Regions from separate parts of the Canis lupus genome. Here region 1 is linked to region 2. Evidence: chromatin contacts called from public Hi-C data. All regions are on one chromosome and are shown on one strand. Each heading gives the region's core, a stretch centred on a gene start, on an enhancer-like site or on the middle of the called end of the contact. The rest is flanking DNA. Distances are from core to core; before and after follow the strand shown. Region 1 has its middle 210 kb from the start of RPLP1. Region 2 overlaps LOC119866931 (a long non-coding RNA gene).

Region 1 (2,781 bases), core at 115-2,614, 100 kb before region 2:
CCTGCTGGGTGGGTCCTTTCCAAATCCTGCCTCCCCCCTGCGCTGAAACGTCCACCCTCCCCACTTGCCACATGCCCCTCGATGACGAGGCAGCTCAGCGCCATGGGTGAATCAGTGCCCCACGTTTCAGAGTCTGACCTATCTGGCTTCCAAATCTCATGATATCAATGGCTGTGGAAAGGGGCAGGTCACTCACTCTCCCCTGGTCTGTAAAAGGGGTACCACAGCCTATCTTACGGGGCGGCTGTGAGTGGTAATTCCATTCTAGTTATTAGTAAGTGTTGAACAGGATGTGGCCAAAGACAGGGTCCCTTGGCCTACCCCAGCTAGGCTGCTCAGCGGGGCTCATGTAGCTAGACTCATCCGTTCTGCTTGCACATGTGGTTATATGGTGGGGGAAAGGCCAATTCTGCTTGAATTTTCAAAACAAATCTTAAGATTTCTGAGCTCTTTCCTATCTACCAACCACTAGCATAGGATCCTCAAACCTGCTGGTCCAAAGTCACTCTCTGCCCTTTGAAAGCTGACCCTACTAGACCAAAGGAGCCCAAGAGGCTATTTGGATTCACAAAGACGAAATGGCACTTTTTGGCTCCCTCAGCACTCCCAAGGAAGAAGTCTAGCCACCTTGTGTTTCAAGAGCTGCCTCTGCCCCTGGGCCACGCTGCTGCCCACACCACCCTCTCCCCAGCCCCAGGAGCTCTCTTGGTGGTCAGAAGGGACATCCCCAGCATCCAGCTCGCTCTCTGGCACAGTCGAGGGCCTACATTGCAGCTCTCCAGACCTTGATCTTTGGCCCCGCTCCTGGGCCGGCAATGCAGGAAAAAAGCACAAAACCTGGAAAAAGACACTCCTAAATCCAAATTCCACTCTTTTTTTTTTTTTTTACCAGCTACCAGTTTCAGGCAAGTCACCCATCCCTCTGTGATCAGATCTACAGGACTGCAAATTGGGACCATAACAGGACTACCCTCACTGGTGGCTGGAGAACTGACGGCGATGGACTGGCTCCCCCTGTGTCCTCAACCACTCTCCCCCGCCACCCCCCCGCCTCAGTTCCTCCAAAATGTTACATTCTCTTTCCTTCTTTTCGTCCTGCAGGGCACAGCATAATGAGAAATGAAAATAGCCAGCCCTTAGGTGACCTGACTTTGAGTCCACCCAACTCACCAGGTGCTCATCAAGTCACTCACATGAACTGTGCCTTGGTTTCCTTATCTTTATAATGAAAGCTTGAGTTAGAGATTGATGATGTCAGCCTGCCAGTCACGTCACAAGTGTCACATGTTTACACTAATCCAGTCGCTCAAGAAGGCATTATTACATGAGAGGGAGCAGGTGCAACCCTCCGGAGCATGTGCAGTGGCTAAGTCTACTCGACCTCATAGATAGGAAGTGACTTATTCAATGTCACATAGTGATGCTTTCTAGTCTCAGAGCCAGACCCAGCCCTAGGAATCCAACCCCCCACTCCCCGCTCTCCCTTCAGCTGCTTTGGGCTCTAAGACAAGTAACTCAATGTCCCCATGCCTCAGTTTCCCCCTCTGCAACTAGGGTGGTGATGAAAATTAAATCAGGTCCTTCACACAAGGGCTTAACCCAGGACCTGGCACATGAGAAGACCAGCGTGAGGAGCTCCCCCAGAGGATGTGAGGTGTCAGAAACCTGCTTAAGGTATCCAGTGCAGGACCATGCAGCTCCAAGACTGTGCCCCAGGCCTTTGCAGACACTGTCTGTACACGACCGTGGAGGGCCCTCCAGGAACATCTCTGGTGCTGACCCTGGAGTCGGTAGGCCTGGTGCCTAGGAGGGAAGGATGTCAAGGGAGAGGCAGCAGTCTCTGGGGAGCTAGTTTCCTCCCACACTTGGCAGATCACCAAGGTCCCAGCAGGCATGTCCACAGAGCACGCACACATACACACACACACACTCAATGGGAGTCATTTCCTCAGCTCCATCAGCTCCAAGGCTCCATCCCAGAGTCCAGGGTTTCTACACACAAAGCTTTGAAGCTACAATCCCATCCGCACACCTGCCTGGGTCCCAGCCTCTGCTGGGTACTGCGATGGATGCATGCAAGAACACTCTTCAATGCCATGTTCACAGAGCACTTGCTGTGTGCCGGGCCCTACACAAGGCGCTGTGACTTTGGAGACAAATACCCCAGGGTCACCAGACTCATGTACGATACTGGCTCATGACACAGCTTAGAATACAGACCAAACGGTGGGTTCAAGAAACTCTTAGTAGTACAGGAGACATAGGCTGAGTCTTAGAATTCTAGGGTGTCATCATCATGGGGACATGGTGGGGCACAGGCTTTCCAGGCAGGAGGAACAGCTTCAGTTCCACGTGGAGGTAAGAGAGACCCTGGCCTACCTGGAGCTGGGTAGGTGGGAGGGCAGTGATGAGAGAAAAGGCTAAGGACCTAAGCTAAAGGTTTGGCCTTATGTCAATGGACAGACACTGAAGTGTGCTAATAAGGAGCACATGGAGAGAGAGTTTTGAATTAGATGCCTGGGAAGACGTCCTAGAGGAGGTGGCTTTTGAGCAGGTCCTTAAGCCAGAACATTGAGGGGTAGAGATAAAAAGTAAAGCCTTCCAGTGAGAAGGCAGTGAGTGAGCCAGGGCATGGAACAGCAGGCATGGGGTCACCTGGTCGGGCCAGCAAGAAATAGTGGGGAGATGTCACAAGAGATGGAGTGAAGCCACATGGAAGGGCCCCAGAAGGTCAGAGAAGAGAGAGAGCACTTTGGGCTGGTAGGGGTCAGAGGAAGCCTT
Region 2 (3,012 bases), core at 157-2,656:
TCATGAGGAGGAGAAACAAAGCCCCTAAGGTGCTTACAACCAGCTCCAGAGAGACCGGACTCTCTAAACGTGTAACACACAGGAATGGGCTTACAGCGAGCTCTGCGGTGCCCTCATCTCCTCTGGAGCTCAGGGGGACGGGGGCAGTGGGTGGAGCCGAAGAAGGGTTCCCAAGTGGCCCGCCTCCTTGCTCCCACCCAACCTCCCAGGATCCGATGGATCCGAGCAGAAGGAAGGTCGAAGGGTTGAGAGCGACCCTGTTTCTCCAGTGAGACCCCACCTTCCTGAGCTCCTGGGCTCCTGCTGGGGAAAACTTGGTGCCACCTTTTTGTCAAGAAGCCTGGCTCACTGACGAGGGTGAGAGAAGGGGCGGCAAAGCATGCCAAGCAGAATGTGGACATCCCCACTCCACTGCCCCCAAGGCGACAGCTTGGAGTCCATCTGTTAGATGAACGTTCTGGAAGACTTTCTGCCTAGGGATCCAGACGCCAGGCCAGACCCCCCGCCCACATGGAAGGACCAGCACCCAGAGGCCAGGAGCAGCACCTAGAGGAGGCGGGGAAGGCGGGCGGGCGGGAGCCTCAGGCACCATTACCTCTTCTGTTTGACTCTGGGCCAACTGAGGTTATGCGGACAGTGTTGACCTGACCTTGGTCTTTATATGATCCAGAGAAGTGTAAATACTGCGGCGTATGCCAACGCTAGGGGAAAGCAAGCACATGCAGACAGTCCAGTCTCTCCTGGCAAAACTGCGCATCCAGTTCGTGACTCCCGGTGGCCCCTGCCCCGGGGCCAGACCGCCTCCCGGGTCCTGAGCAGTGAAACCTGCTCCCCAAAGCACAGACTCTGGAGGGGTCTCCGAGCTCAGCCCGCCCCGACTCCCCCTCGACAGAAGCTGAGGCTGAAGGGGATCACACAGCCGCCCCGACTCCAGACTCCCCACTCCCAGGACAGAGCTGAAGTGCTCAGACCCTCCCCCTGCACTGTCCTGTCAATCTAGGAAACCTGGCTGTTGGCCCCGCTCCCCCCAACCTGCACCTCACCCCCTCTCCCCGGCCCAAGAGAGAAACAAGGCTGCAAGCCTCAGATCCAGGAGGCCTGAGTGGCCAAAGTATAATGGCGGGACTTGAGGCCTCAGCAGCCAAAGGCTTGGGGAAGGCCTGAGATCCCACAGCTCTGGGCCTGGGGGCAGGGGGGGCAGGGGTGTAGCGGTGCCCAGGACATTCTGTGCTGGCCCTTGGCTGCTCCTCTCGGCCTTACTCAGGGTCTGACCCTGACACCTAACACGGAGCCAGGCCTAGAGGGAAAGTGCGAGAGGAAGGCCTGCTCTTTAGAGGCCCCCGTGGGGCCCTGGCTTAGGGCCCAGTCCCTCTGAAGCCCCCAGAGGGGTGCGTCTGCATCCTACAAACCCTTGCTCACAACCGCAGCGACTCCCCGAGGGGCAGGCCCTGAGCTCTCTCCCTGCTGCAGGCCCCAGGGCCCCTCTGGCCACGCCAGCGCCTCCAACTAGGACACCATGATGGGGAGAGAGGCGACAGGCCTCTGGTGCCCTCTGCTGTTCTGCACTCCTGTCCCGCAGCCTCGGGGATGGCACTGAGGCTGGTGGGAGAGACCCAAGCCGTGTCACCGGTGCCTGGGTCCGGGCCCCACGGTGTCAGAGCCTCCGGCTACTTTCCAGAAGGATCTAGAACAACCCTAGGAAAGGCAGTCAGAAAACACTAGGGCGTGTCGTGGTAACCAACAACCGCCAGAGTGAGATGGCTCAATCAGTGAAGGTTTATCCATCCGGGACTCGGGTGCTGCGTGTTCCCTCTCCCCAGGGTCCAGGCCTTGAATGTGGCTACGTCGAGGCAAGAGCCAGAAGGGCCTCAGACAGGCCGCCAGCACTCGCACTCACCGCTGCCTGTCCCCAGCACGAGGGCCCGGCCTGTGCCATCCTGCTGGGGCCCGGTGCTCAGGGCACGAGAACTAACTGGACAACAGCATTCAGGATCGCTGATGCTGTTTGCCCTTGGGGTCGCCGGATATGTGGCTCGGTCCCCCTCCTGCAAGCAAAGTTACACTCAGCCCCCCCCAAGGAGTACAGCCCCCGGGGCCCCCCACTCGGGGTCTCAGGCAGCGTGCTGGGCTCTCCATACCGGCAGCGAGGTCCAGGACACCTTCATCATGCACAGATGGGGCGCCTCTTGGTCCCAACACCTATAAGCTGGGGACGAAAGTTATCCCCCGCCACCCCGGTCATTCAGTATCTGACGCTCTGACAAGCACAAGACAACATCAGGGACACGCCGAGTCAGAAAGAGGAGGAAAGGGAGACGCGGCCCGGGGGGCACTGCTCCAAGGCCATCCTCACGTCCCCGAGGGAGGCGTGCTAAGGGGCTGCCCGGAGCGAGGCGTTGTCCCCGCAGGTGGACTAGAGCGCTCCTGGGCGCCCCTGCCCCTCGGTCCCCGGCTGGCCGGCTCCCTTACTCCGAACCCTGGAGTGTTTGCAGCCCTGTGCTGGGCCCCCCACTTCCCAGCTCCAGCATGACACCAACTGTGGCACCCCCTGGTCTCGGTTCAAATTCCAGAGACAGGGGCGCCTGGGCGGCTCAGCGGTTGAGCATCTGCTTTCGGGTCAGGGCGTGACCCCAGGGTCCTGGGATCGAGTCCCGCATCGGGCTCCCCGCAGGGAGCCTGCTTCTCCCTCTGCCTGTGTCTCTGCCTCTTTCTGTGTCATTCATTCATTCATTCATGATCATGATGAATGAATGAATGAATGAATGAATGAATGAATGAATGAATGAATAAACTCTTACAAAAACTGCAGAGACAGAGCGCAGGCGAGGAGAGAGCGGAGGACGAAGTGTCCCATCGACGACAGGGCCCTACCATCCAGGGCACACAAGTCATTGCTAGGGTCCAGCTCACCAACGGCCCACTGAGGAAGGGAGCCCGGGGGGGCCAGACGGGAAGGGAACAAAGGCGTGTTTTCTCTGAAACGAATTTCATGGGGTTGCTTCTGAACAACTC

What was found. Hi-C and Micro-C count contacts between places; a contact is called where the count stands out from the background.
Region 1: a Hi-C map of blood shows a contact between it and region 2, with 2.3 times the contacts expected there. The contact joins two enhancer-like sites. A contact is called at or near these places in 2 of 9 Hi-C or Micro-C datasets (amygdala and blood).

Annotation. Positions count from the first base shown.
Region 1 is chr30:33,987,539-33,990,319 of UU_Cfam_GSD_1.0, reverse strand. No RefSeq gene overlaps it. Among named protein-coding and RNA genes, the nearest start is that of RPLP1, 210 kb to the right of the region's middle. Within about 2 kb of position 1,364, at least 1 of the 20 cell types and tissues checked has an H3K27ac peak or open chromatin away from gene starts, as enhancers often do. A contact at or near this core is called in blood, where this site is marked.
Region 2 is chr30:33,882,990-33,886,001 of UU_Cfam_GSD_1.0, reverse strand. All of the region lies in intron 1 of LOC119866931 (a long non-coding RNA gene), which reads right to left. Among named protein-coding and RNA genes, the nearest start is that of RPLP1, 110 kb to the right of the region's middle. Within about 2 kb of position 1,406, at least 2 of the 20 cell types and tissues checked have an H3K27ac peak or open chromatin away from gene starts, as enhancers often do. A contact at or near this core is called in blood, where this site is marked.